Linked DNA regions of Sus scrofa: all the other regions are linked to region 1. The links are chromatin contacts, called in public Hi-C and HiChIP or PLAC-seq maps. All regions are on one chromosome and are shown on one strand. Each heading gives the region's core, a stretch centred on a gene start, on an enhancer-like site or on the middle of the called end of the contact. The rest is flanking DNA. Distances are from core to core; before and after follow the strand shown.

Region 1 (4,295 bases), core at 1,142-3,641:
CCATCTGATGTTCTATTACTGAGCTAGTGGCCCTTCAGGAGAGCTCTCTCCCTTCTGAAAAGAGCAAACAACTGCATAGATATCATTACACTAAGGAAATCTCTTAGAAAAACCAAACAACTCGCTAATCTCTCCAGCCCCTTCATCCAAGCAAAAGATAAGAAAAGCAAACCTAAGTCTCTTTCAACCACATTCCAGGGACAAGTTCCCCTTTTTCTTTCTTTATCAAAATTCTAGCATTTAAGTTTTTTTTTTTTTTTTTTTTCTAATGTGTGTGTTTTTTAAACAGACCTTGCAGGATAAACTGCTGCTCACACCCGCAAACAAAGCAATATTTGTTTAATAACGATTGCTGCCATGGGTACAGTAAACAAGGCGCCCAGCATTTGTGTTTATGAACAAACACATCATCTTACAAGAGCAATTTAACATTAACCAGGTGGAATAATCAACAGATTTCATAGGTGACACCAGGGGCAGGACTAATGTAAACACAACTGGGGAGGAGAGAGGGGCCACTCTCTGGGAATCAAGGTCGAGGTAAATGCATTACAGAGTAAACAGCTGCAAAGAAGGCAAGATAAACAAACAGTCATTCTTCTGACATTTAGAGAGGCAGAAAGGTTGTATGTTACATAGATCAGCTGCTGACCACCATGAAATCAAACCAGTTGGAGACCAGGCCTGCTTGTGTGCACAATGCCATGTTTGCTTATAAACAACAATTTGCCGTTACCAACCTTGCATTACTCATCATCATATAAGCCAGAGCGAATCAAGTGAAATCCAGTTAACTCTTTCCTGGGGACACCACTTCGAAAGTCTCAAAGAAGCATGGCCCCCTGTAGGAAAACGAGGTCACCCCCCCACCCCAAATGAAGCAAACAGAGTTCAGTCAATGCCCTTTGATTTCCTGGCTTGCAGATAAAAATAAGCATCCACAGTGCTTCAACTACTATAGGTTGGATCTAGCAACAGATTGAAAAGACTGTAATATTTTCATGCTTGAATAACCACACATTCATTTCCTGGGCTCATCTTCTCTTATCAATGAAATATATGGGTCAAACACTGATTCCAATCTTAAATATTTTCATCTAGAAGGAAAACGCTAATGTTTCTTTCTCCCCGAGTTTCTTGTTCCAAGATACACTTTAGCATTCTAGAGCCACAAACAGATCTGTAGCATTTCCAACCACGCTGCAAAAATCCAACTAAACTAGGTGATGATTCTGCCCTTAAAAAAGATTATATATAATATCCTAATCAGTTGATGTTACATAGAAGGACTCAAGAGTTCATGTTGTGAGCTTATCAAAGAAATCCTGGTTTTCCAAGCCAATAATGAATAAGTTCAATGTGTCCACTAACAAAGTGTTACAAAGAAGGGTTTTTTCTCCAAAAATGTGTTTTCTTGTGTCCTAACATATAGAACAGCATGCTGTTTATCCTAAGAACGTTATCAAACTTTATCATAGATTCTATATTTAGGAATACCATTTGCAATCAAAACATTTCTTTGAATCTATTTTACAGATACTTTAACATCATTAAACTACTTAAATTTGATACAGGTGAAGAACATTTCTCTATTACTTAAAATGTAATAAGCAAAAACATACCGAACGACAGTTTGGTAATTTATCTCTGTCTTACATTCACAATCAGTTAATTAATTTTTTAAAAATTTAGCATTGTGTCATTGCCAAGTATAGCACAACACTGCTGGATACCAAAGCAAAATGTGAAACTAGGAAAATGAAATTAGAAAAAAAACTAAGGCTATATACCTCGGAGGATTCTGGCAATTACACTAGTAAGTATCAGATTACTGGAATTCCCATCTCTGTCTAAAAAGTATAACCAAAATTTTACTGGTCTTCCCAGCTCCTCTCCCCCCACCCTCATTTCCATTAAAAACTTCCTAACCTTCTCTAGCTGCTCCTGATTCCACCTTCTGCTTCAAAAATCTAGCCTTTCTTCTGCAACTGCCAAGGCACAAAATAGCAGAGGGTTTTCTTGTGTGTTTTGGTTGTGTTGTGCTATAGTTTGTTTCCTAAGTGCCTCTCTGCTGACTCTCTCCTTTCCCCAAACCAACACAGCCCCTCAGGCCTCCACAGTGTCTGGAGACGAAAATTCTACGGAGGGTTCCGTGCCTGAGGAGGAGAGAATTCCTCAGGCTTGAGGACTTGTTAGCACCTTATAGACACAGGGAACGGACATTGAGATGAATCCCTTTTCTGCCCTAGAAAGCCTGTGGGGATTAAACTGTTCCACTGCCCCAGAGAAAGAAAGCCAGCCTTGCTAAACCCTGAATGATGATGCAAGTCTGGCTGCTGGAACAACTAACACAGACTCTTCCTCAAATGCCTTGGGAACGGAACGTTCTCAAATTCCATGCTCACTGCTCTTCGCATGCGGCCGAGATGGCTAGGACACAGAGCAGGGCCTTATCCCATGTCCCAGCAAAACTACAGAGAGAAAAAAATGAAATCAAAGAATCCTGCTCTATCCCCCCATCCCTGTTCCCCATCTTCACTGAAAAATGCTGGTTACCCACTCTCCACACTTCTGGTTTCTTCCAGGAGTTCTCCTGACCTTTATGTTTATTTTCTATCCCTGGAGCCTGAAATGAACCAAATGACTGGTAAGGGGTTTTAGTTTACAATTCTAAATGATAATCCAAAGAGTGGCAGCCATTTCCCTGGTAAAGGCCAATAGCTGAGCCCTGGAGTTTTCTAAGCCTCGCATAACCATTACCCAAATGGAGGCCCTTTTTAACTGCAAGGTGATTCTATGGGTTCCTCCCCATGACTGGGAGATATAACATGCCTTTTTCCTCTATCCCAGTTGTGGTGAGGAACTTGCCCTAATCCACCTTTAGTTCTACCTGCACGTGTCTGTTTTACTTATTTTGTTCCCCGCAGAACCTAAATGTTTGAAGCTTTCTTTACTAAAAAATTAATTAAAATAAATGAAAGAGGCCAATATTCCACATAGGACCTGCTGTACAGCACAGGGGAACTCTACCCAATAATCTGTGATAATTTATGTGGGAAAAGACTCTGAAAGTGAATGAATGTGGGTATATGCATAACTGAATCACTGTGTTGTATAGAAGAAATTACCATAACATTAAAAATCAACTATACCTCAATAAAACTTTAAAAATTGAAAAAAAAAATACATCAAAGAGGAAGATAGAGGGCACTGACTGAATTTTTTATACAACCTGTTTGATAAACTATTTTCAAAAATAAAGAGTCTCCAGGAAACTCTGGGAAGACCCAAGATTGGGTCTTAGAAATCCTGAGATTCTTAGAGCGATCATGCTACCATAGTGACCACTTGAGCCAGTTTCCAAACCTCAAGCATTTACTTCTACCTTCATTATTTTTGCCATCTTCATCTACATCTCCCATGTTATTCTTACAAATTACTTACTTTTGGCCAACATAAATCTATTTCAGAGAAAACTTTATAATACTGCCTCAAATGGAAAACCGGTGTGCTTCCCTTTAGAGAGAAAGACTTTCTAATTAAGGTAATACAACCCAACGAATGTAATCAAATTCTAGCTAGATCCTGGTGTCCACAGAGGCTCTGGGTGGAAGCCATGTTCTTGCTTTGTTAAATAATGAACTTACAATGGGGAAAGAGAGATTAAAGACACACTCGCACCAAATGGAGACTTTCTTCTTGACTGTATCAGAAGGATCAAAACAGACTGAAAATGGAATTGCTGCAACATCAACTCACAATAATGGGAACCGGTGAATGATTTATGAGCCATCTAAAAATCCTCTTCCAACACACCAGTGAGTGGTCCAAGCTTATGTCTTGGGGAACTGAGCAAGAGGAGACTTAGGAGTTCCATCCTGAGACCAGTCTACATCCGTGACTCCTAAGTATAGTATTCCTAACAATGCAATGCATAAGGCACTGATAGAGAGTCTACTGTATACCCTTATGCTGCTTGAGAAATAATCAACCAGCTAGACTCTCTAAACTGAATGGGACTCCCGGGCCATGGGTATTACGCTTGTAGAAGACAACCTGGAAATCAAACCGGCCACTCCAACACAAGCCTCCCTCCCAGACTTGCCTTTTCTCACATCATCAAAAAACTAGTGCAACAGCCACTTAAGTAGAGCTGCCTTTCTTCAATGCAAGTTCAGAGTTTATTCATTACCAAGTAACCACTCTATGATAAAAACTATAAGCATATCATTCAAATGCTTTATTGGTCAAAAAGATGGATGCTTTTATTAGTCCAACCTTTTTTGTAATGGAGT
Region 2 (4,295 bases), core at 914-3,413, 170 kb after region 1:
AATAGGTGGTTCTCTGTTATTGAGAAGGTTTCTAACCGTCAAAACAAGAAACTGACTTAGTTATAGTCAGAGACTTATAATGCCAATACCGAACCAATGCCAGAACATACAGTAAGAAGAAAAACGCTGTCAATTTTTCTGCCTGAAAGTCTGTTTCTCTGCATTGCCTATGTACCCAGCCAATTCAAAAGGGAGGAAAAGTAAAAATCCTTTGCTGTAATGTAGCCAAAACAGCCAGTGGATTTCCTTTTCTAACTTTATTTTTTGAATGTCCTGTAGACTCATCGTAAATCATTTCCAATCTAATTCTCCTGCTTCCCAATTTTAACTGTCGGCCTTATTTAAAGAATTGCCTCTATATTTAACAGATTCCATATCCATTCTGAGAGCTAGTCAGCTAAAAAAGAGTGTGTTGTTCTAAAATGCATCATTCAACGGCCTGACTTTTTAAGCCGCTTAAATGTTTTGCTGTTGATGAAGCGATGCACGTCCCAGTTGTCCTACCTGGTAGTGATTTGCAAACTACATATATGACTTTCCAGTAATAAAGAAAATCGCAGTTAAGCGTATCTTCGATGGTGCTCCCTTCTGGGTTTCAGGTGAAGTGTTTTTAAAAATAAGTATTCTCTAAATCCATCCTGGACGTGAAGAAAAACTTAACAAAACTGAAAATCTTCCTTTTCTAAGAAGATACATTGTAACACTTTTATTTTTTCTTAACTGGTAAAGGTATACGCCTTTATTAAAATTAAAAATTAAAGTTTCCCGAAGCACAAGGTAACAGTTGACACTTAGATGCTTTGAAGGGTCCTCTAGGGAGAAAAGGCAAGAAGGGGAAAAAAAATGTGGTGGCAGTTACAACAAATTAACAACATATAATAAAAATGCCATAAACACGTGGCATACATAATAAATCTAATCAAGTCTACAAGGCGGGCAGATAAAAATGATTAACTGCCACTATCCTTGAAAAGAAAAGAAAAATTTTGTCCCCTGTTATTCATCACAGCTAATGTTCTGACCCTAAATCTAACATGCAGATCGAACCATCTTTAGAGCAACACACTGTACCAAGGAGAACAGCCTTTTCACTTCCTATTTTATTTTCTGAGAAATCAGGAAAACAAACATGTTAGAGCCACTTTTTAATTAAAGCTGTGGCTTTTGGGGATGTTGATAAAACTTCTCAGAATCTTTGCCTCTATCAACAGAAGAAAAAAAAAAAAAAAACAAAACAAAACACAAAAAACCAACAGCAAAACCCACCAGTCTCAGAACTACTACCTGTCTGGAGGTAACATGCAGTCACTTTTTTAATTGGTTGCCTGCATTTGATTCCTGATTCTGATATGTTACCAATTTAGCAAGGCCTCCAGCCAATGAGGAATCTATATGCTAAATCTGTAAGGTGTGGACGTAAACATCTCCAAAAGGGAATGTGCGAAAACTGAAGCTCGCCTCAAAGGGAGAGTCTGTGGCATAAAAAAGACGTGGGTCACTTCCACAAGAGGCGTGCAGGTCTTCCTGCACCAAGACTATCACCTTGGCAGGGAGCAGGTCTGAGTCTGCTTTGCTCTCAGAGTTAAGATTCTCCAGAGAAAACCACTGTGACAAGAAGCGTTGCCTCAAGTGGGGATTAAACACGCTGACATATAAAAAAATAAAAAATAAGATTTGGGGGGAAAAAAAGCTGAAGAGGTTCAAATGAACAAAATCCTACTTGTTCCTCAAAAGAAAAACAAAGAGCTTTCAGAAACATCTCCTCTGAGAGATGTAATAGAATATGAGTAAATTATAACAATTAAAAACCATTAAAGATAGAATAATTGAGAATACCTGTTTGGGTAACAATGACTTTCTTGAATTCCTCATAACAGAGGGTCTATTTTTAATCACTCTTTTTGCAAAACCTTGCATAATTTAACAATAATTATGGATTTTTAATTTTTCTACATCCACAAGAACGTAAAGTGAAAACCATAAATTATATACTAACTCCAGCTGTTAAATGTTGGCATTTTGTCTTTAAAAAAAAAAAAAGTTCAAAAAAATCTGTTTCCTTAAACCAAGGAAATGTGGGAAAAGGCCATCCTGCCAGTGGAAACCTTCAGCAGCAGAAAGCTCACGCTGCGGTTTCTTGCCGAGGCAGCAAACTCCACTGAAAGAGAAGTTGCTGCCAACTCAAATACTGTTTGCTTTCACACCCAAGAACAAACTGTGTGCACGGCGAAGGCATCCGAAGGGCTGGGAGCAGCTGGAGAGGACTGGAGAAAGGTAACAGTGGTGTCAGAGCTACTGTAAACTGGTTCTCGCTTTTCTATCAGCAAGTCAGCATCCCAGAAAACAGCGCGTCCAGCAGCCCGACTTCAGTACCTGCTGTATGTAATTCAAAACCTGCTTTTTCCAAGTCAACAAGCCAAGGGACTTTTCGGAAAGGGAAGGTGGAGGGGGGGAAGATCACTCAGACAAATGAAACACAGGCTCCTTCCGTGTGATTCCAAGGGTCGGTGAGACGCAGGTTTCAACAGAGCAATGAGAAATTTCCCTCTCTCGGTGCAACATGTAAGCCACTTGCTCTGTAAGCAGGAAATGCAAAGGAAGTGTTTACTGCAACCTTGTAAACCAAAGGCAGAAAGCTCTGCCAAAGCAAACATCATGATGGCAAGGGCTTTGCTGCCCCAAAGGCCCTTCAAGTTCCCTTTCTGCCCCCACGGATGGGTGTCGCTAAGGATGTGGCAGGCGGGGGTGAGGAATTCTATAGGAAGAGAAACAGCCCAAGTCTCCAAAAAGCAAAGGTTTGTACCACGAGGACTTTCTATTCTGGTTTCAAATAAACGAAGGCCAGCTAATTGTTGGGATGGCACTATTTGAGACCCAAAGTAAAAATGGTCAAATAAGAAAATCTGTTTCTTCCCTTTGCTCATACAGCTTTGAAGTAATGTTTAAAATGATCACACAGTCGGTTAAAATGGTCAATTTCATGTTATGCATATTTTACTACAAAAAAAAAGAAATTTACCCTGCAGCGCCATGGAGGTGGGAAGAAAAGTCTTCCATCTGAGACAAACTATATGTTATGAAATTCTGCCTCCCCGTGCCTGGCATGCTCACTTCCAGAATCAAACACAGTTCATCATTTTAAGGAAGAATCTTTTTCAAAGTGGAAAATGATATGGTTTCTTCAAAAACCCCTACTTTCTCCAAGCCCCCCTCCTTCCTCCAAAACTGTGACTTAAAAAAAAAAAAAAAAAAAAAAAAAACAGCTCACAAAAATGTCATGAGCTCAAAACATGTATATAAAGGAAATGGTGAATCTGCATGAATGGAAGATCTAAATATTCCCCACCTAAAAAAATATAAAGTTTACCCAGGGCAAAAAATATCACATATTTCCAATTCCAGATTGGACCTAGTAAAGTTTCAATATTAAGAGTCAACTTTATTGACTGACTTCCTCTAGTTTAAAATTAGAAACCTTTTTCTTACTGTCCTAACCACCCACACCTACTGCCCCCGCCACAAAAAGTCTGATGGTTTAGACACAGGTTGAAAAAAAATAATCTATCCAACTAAACAAAGACCGCCTTTCTTCCACAGTGAAAGGGAGTGTAAGAATTTGCCAAGTGTTCCCCCAAGACACAATCCTACAGTAAATTCTCTGTGTCTCCAGGATGATTGATGCGATGGCATTCCCTTCTTTCATCGCTCCCTACCTTGTCTGGTTGCTGGTGAAAACCAGGAAGCCACAGACACACACACTTCGGCCTTTTGCTTGTATGGGCCTCAATTCTCCAATGCCAGCTTGCTGCCAATGTCCTTGTAGCCAATGGTAAACAGGCCACAGGGTTCAAGTTAACTGCGGAGTGTTACCACACTGAACATCTGGTCATGAATGAACGGATTGCCCACTAACTCTCAGCATTGGGCAGCTGATGAAAAATTCAACATTTTCCTTGTTGGCACAGTTGTTTTGGAGAATTCTCTAGAGCTTCCTGAATTATATTAAGAAAATTTCACTGCAGCAATCTATATCTGTGAGAACAGCTGGTGTTGAAAGGGATCTGCTGCTCTCTCCCCGTGCTGGGGGACCTCATGTTGGATGAGGACACTTTTACTACATTTGTCCTTGAAAACTCAGCCTCCGCTCTGAGGTACCGGAGAGAGCAAATGGCAGGAAGGCAGCTACCGGGTGATGGATTCCATGCACATGAACCTCTTAATTCGGTACGGTGGGGGCAGGCAGATCTATCACCCAGCTGAGAGGACATTAAGATCAAAACAGTACATGATGGAGA
Region 3 (4,295 bases), core at 1,056-3,555, 150 kb before region 1:
CATATTTTGCTCATTTCCTTAACTGACGAACTTTTTATCAAATGAGCTGCACATATGGGTAGAAAGTTCCTGTGGCAAATGAGAGACCGTAAAGCCCATTACTTTCATGCTATAAGTCATCCTTAGGGTAAAAAAAAAAAAAAAAAGAAAAAAAGAAAATTATTGCTCTCAGATTTTTTCTTATATATTATTATGGACCTACAGGTTTTTTTTTTTCTTTTAAGACAAAATTTATGATCATATGGCCCTTTACCTAGTCCAGGGTGTTTTTATTTATATCATCTTAATATTTGGTTGCTTATCTCATGCCTCAGAAATGACAGGTGCTCGCAGTCCCGCTCTTGACAGGCCACTACACAAATAACCGTCTTGCCTGAAAGGGCTAATGCAGTACTAATGAACAATAAATCAACTTTGATTATCAAGTGTCAGCCCAATCCGTTTTCAGTTCAGCTCTATCACATCCTAGAGTAAGTCAGCCAGTGTCTCTGGGTAGGCAGTCTGTATTTTGGTTTCATTTTTACACACTTTTCACTGAAATGTGTCAGGCAGCTATAAAGAATCATGTAAAATAGAACTAGACCTTTTTCAGTGTAAGCGAAGGGTATCAATTAAGACTACGTGCTTCTGCCTTCATGTGGGTTACTTAGTGATGAGTCTTAACATTCAAGGAAGCTTTGTGTTCTTTTAAACAACAAAAACAGCAACAGACCCTAAACTAGAATCTTAATGTGATCATGTTTGAGGGTTTTGACAATGACATGCTAGCTTGAACACTACCACATAAACCACCTTTGACTGCACATTCCTCTTGGAAAATCTAGTACAAATGAACAAAAAGCAAAAAAGAAAAAAGAAAAGAAAAAAGGCCACTTCTTAAAAAAAAAGAAAGGGACACTTGATTTAAAGTTAAAAAAAAATGGCTTCTTTAACACTGACTTCCTAATAAAATAAATGTAACTTATTTTTTTTTTCTTAAGCAGATTAGTCATTGATAGTATGATTCACATTTCCTGTTATCAGGCTTAATTTTTCCCCCAAATGTGTCACTTTCAAAATGTTGGAATCTATGGAAATTAGGTGATTTGCATTTTTAAATTGGCTTGATTAGAACATTTGGTCTGTGTGGACAAGAATATAAAATTATTAGATATTTCACTCCTAACCGGCAGGCCTTGAAGGAGTTAATCCCAAAGAGGAAGAGTCTATATGTACTTTGCTCTAAAACTTTACCACCCACTTCCTAAAGATCCCCTCCTTCCCATCACGACACTTGAGGGGGGTGGTGGGGGGAGAAAGTCTGTTTCCACGACCGACCCTCTTTCAGGCAGATCTGACAGTTGAGTTAGCTACATTCAGAGCCGGTTCGGATGGGAGTACCCCGTAGCAATTCCTCAGTCGGCTTCGCGTCCTACCCAAACCCCACTCACTACTTAATTAACCAGCAAAGTACTGCAACAGAGGCTAAGGCTCCTCAACCTGCCTAAGTGTCCTTCCGCCGGTCTGGCCGTCTTGGTACGGGGCTCTATTCGTCTCCCTCCACCCTTAACTGTGTATGAACTCCTTGAATTTGAACAGCTAAGCTGAAAATAGCCTAGACAGATATAGAAACAAACTATCAGAAGCAAAGAAACATCCACCCGGGTTACGCTGAGACGGAAGGCTCCTTGTATATTTCACACGCTCTGAAAAGTGACATAAATCACACCCCAGATACGTCCCCCGAATGGAGTGATGGCGAGGGCTTTACCAAAGTGGCTGCCTGAAGGCCAGACCGGCAGAAAAAGAATCGCGAACGAGAAAAAGAGAACGAGCGAGAGCGCGAGAGCAAAACACAAGCAGGACTTCCTCCAACTCTCAACTACACCCCACCCATGAACATTTAAAAAAAGGGAGAGCGAGAGAGAAAGGGGGGTAAAATCTCTCTCTTCCAGGACCCACAGGCCTGGAGCTGCTTCTTCCCACCCCTCCACCCCCTCCCCCGCCTCCACTTCCAGAGCACAACTCCCACCCAAGTTGGTAAACAGCGATTGTTATTATTATTTTTTCCGAAAGACTCAACTTAGAAACCCTCGGGCGCTCCTGCCTTCCCCAGCGAGGCCCCAGGAAGCTGGCACCGCGGAGCCCGGGGAAGGAGAGCAGAACGGCAAAGATCAATCATGGGGACCAACCTGACACTCTCCATGTAGCCGCCAGGCGCGGGGAGCCGGCTCGGGGCGCCCGCGCGGGCCGGGCGTGGGGTCCGGCGGCCTCGGCGTGCAGGCGGACTGCACGCGCGCAGGGGCGCTCCGGCTCGCGGGCTGACAAGACGCACCGCGCCGCGCCCACCCGCCCCGCCCTGCTCCACCAATCACAACCCGCCTCTAAACACCCCGCGCCGCGCCGCGCCGCGCCCCACACAATGGGCTCCGCGGCCCGCGCCCCGCGCCCGCGCCCCCGGCCCCCTCCGCGCGGCAGGTGAAATCGCGCTCGGCGGAGACCCTGCTTTTGTTTCGGGAGCAACTCTGCTTAATTGCTGTTAACCCTTTGACCCGCCTCTGGCTGACGTCTGGGAAGCCGGGCGCGGCGCGCATCTCTCCCTCCAGCCGGGGCTGCCGGGTCGGGGCTTTTTGGTGGGGTGGCGTGTTTGTTTCCTCTTGGAAACTGACAAAGAGTTGTCCCAGCCTTTCAGAACAACCCGAGCGGCAAAGCAGGGGAACCGGCGCGCCCGGCGCACGCCCTGACTGCTTGGAGCAACTGTTTAGAATCGGAAGGGGATGCGGGGCTCAAAGACAGCACAGGAGAACTTCCTCGAAAACGGCCTTTGCGGGAGAACTTTCGCTTCACGTCCCTGGTTTAACCAAGCCTCAGCCTCTTTGATTCCCCCCGCCCCCTTTCTTTCCAAGAGTCGGCTTCGCCAGAGTGTGCTTGTGCGCGCGGAGGGAAACTAACCCGACACAGGGGTTGAAATAAATAACCACCAACGTGCCTCGTCGCTGAACCAAGCTACTTCCCCTCTAGAACGACAGCTGCTGAAGAAAGCATCTGCCACTCGTTCGCTAAGAAATAATTCTCTAAATTCCTTTCTTATTTATACAACAACAGCAACAACACAGGCTACTCTCACTGAGCACTTTAAGATGACCTCTATCAGAAATAGTTACTGCTCTTTAATGCTATTTAAAACAGAGTACAGTGTGGAAAAAAAAAGTCACCAATATGCTAAACTTTGTTGGCTCAACTGGCATGATTTAAGTGCCAGGTTAATTTCATCATTTTCGGCAGTTCTAGAAATCACCTCTCTAATCTACCATCAATTTACAGAAAAACTTTTTTGGCCCATCCTTAAAAACAACAACAAAACTCTAACATTTTTACATTTTTCCTCAAAATATATGAGGAAAAGGAGTAGTGGTGACATCAGTGATTACCTAGTTTCCCTCAATTAAAAAAAAAAAAAAAAGCAACAGATTCTAACCCGGTCATTTCAGGAGTTTTACTGGAAAGTATTTTTCCATTTGAGCTGTTAATGCAGGTTACTACAAACCAGAAAGCATATTGATAATATTTCCAATCAAGCAAAGGCCTGAATTTCAATCAGGTCAGCAGCGGAACAGGCAATTTCCACCCCCCACCCCCCCCAGTAATCTGGCAGCAAAGGAGACAAAAGCGCCAGTTGACTGTCAACTTATGATCAGATGGTAAATGGGCACAGCACAGATCGCGCTCCACCCTAAAGTGTTTTTATGTCAGATAACAAATTTATTAATGGGATTTTTCAGGTCACAAAAATGTGACCCCACCCTCTCATGAATATTTAGTAGAGAACCACTGGGCGTTCTTTTTTGGGGGGAGGGAGAGGGGCCTTAAATCTGCCAGTGCACCATGAATCAGTAGAGTTCTGACTCTTAAAGAGACAAGGGCCTCCTTCGGGTAGGGGCTGGCAGGGCCCCAAAGACAGGAAATAAAAATATAGGAAGTTCTCTCCAACCAAGGCACAGTGAGAAAGTAGAAATGTTCATTTCAAAATCCACATGCGATTTTTTTTCAAAGGTATTAAAATTCGTTAGAGATTTAATGTCTGTGAACGACATCAGGGTGCCCTGTGAATAAGCAATTCGTTCTTTTGAAAAGACAAGTTCTTCAAGAGGCATCCATAAAACTGGAGCATGCTTTTACAAGTTGGCCTATGTCCTGTGCAGGTCAGCATTTATAAGCTAATAGTCTCCAGGAACATCAAAACAAACAATACACAAACAAACAAACAACAAACATTACAGACGCCTGTGACCCAGCTGTGGAGACGAACCTTACAC

The links. Hi-C and Micro-C count contacts between places; a contact is called where the count stands out from the background. HiChIP or PLAC-seq counts read pairs in DNA pulled down with a chosen protein or histone mark.
Region 2: a contact with region 1 is called in a Hi-C map of liver, with 1.9 times the contacts expected there. The contact joins two enhancer-like sites. A contact is called at or near these places in 1 of 47 Hi-C or Micro-C datasets (liver) and 1 of 2 datasets of contacts at active chromatin or transcription factors (alveolar macrophages).
Region 3: an H3K27ac HiChIP or PLAC-seq map of skeletal muscle shows a contact between it and region 1. The contact joins two enhancer-like sites. A contact is called at or near these places in 2 of 47 Hi-C or Micro-C datasets (liver and skeletal muscle) and 2 of 2 datasets of contacts at active chromatin or transcription factors (alveolar macrophages and skeletal muscle).

The regions. Positions count from the first base shown.
Region 1 is chr13:52,601,775-52,606,069 of Sscrofa11.1, forward strand. The region is part of intron 5 of FOXP1 (forkhead box protein P1); the gene reads right to left. Among named protein-coding and RNA genes, the nearest start is that of FOXP1, 370 kb to the right of the region's middle. Within about 2 kb of position 2,392, at least 15 of the 83 cell types and tissues checked have an H3K27ac peak or open chromatin away from gene starts, as enhancers often do. A contact at or near this core is called in alveolar macrophages, liver and skeletal muscle, where this site is marked.
Region 2 is chr13:52,775,903-52,780,197 of Sscrofa11.1, forward strand. The region is part of intron 3 of FOXP1 (forkhead box protein P1); the gene reads right to left. Among named protein-coding and RNA genes, the nearest start is that of FOXP1, 200 kb to the right of the region's middle. Within about 2 kb of position 2,164, at least 31 of the 83 cell types and tissues checked have an H3K27ac peak or open chromatin away from gene starts, as enhancers often do. A contact at or near this core is called in alveolar macrophages and liver, where this site is marked.
Region 3 is chr13:52,454,891-52,459,185 of Sscrofa11.1, forward strand. The region is part of intron 7 of FOXP1 (forkhead box protein P1); the gene reads right to left. Among named protein-coding and RNA genes, the nearest start is that of FOXP1, 520 kb to the right of the region's middle. Within about 2 kb of position 2,306, at least 67 of the 83 cell types and tissues checked have an H3K27ac peak or open chromatin away from gene starts, as enhancers often do. A contact at or near this core is called in alveolar macrophages, liver and skeletal muscle, where this site is marked.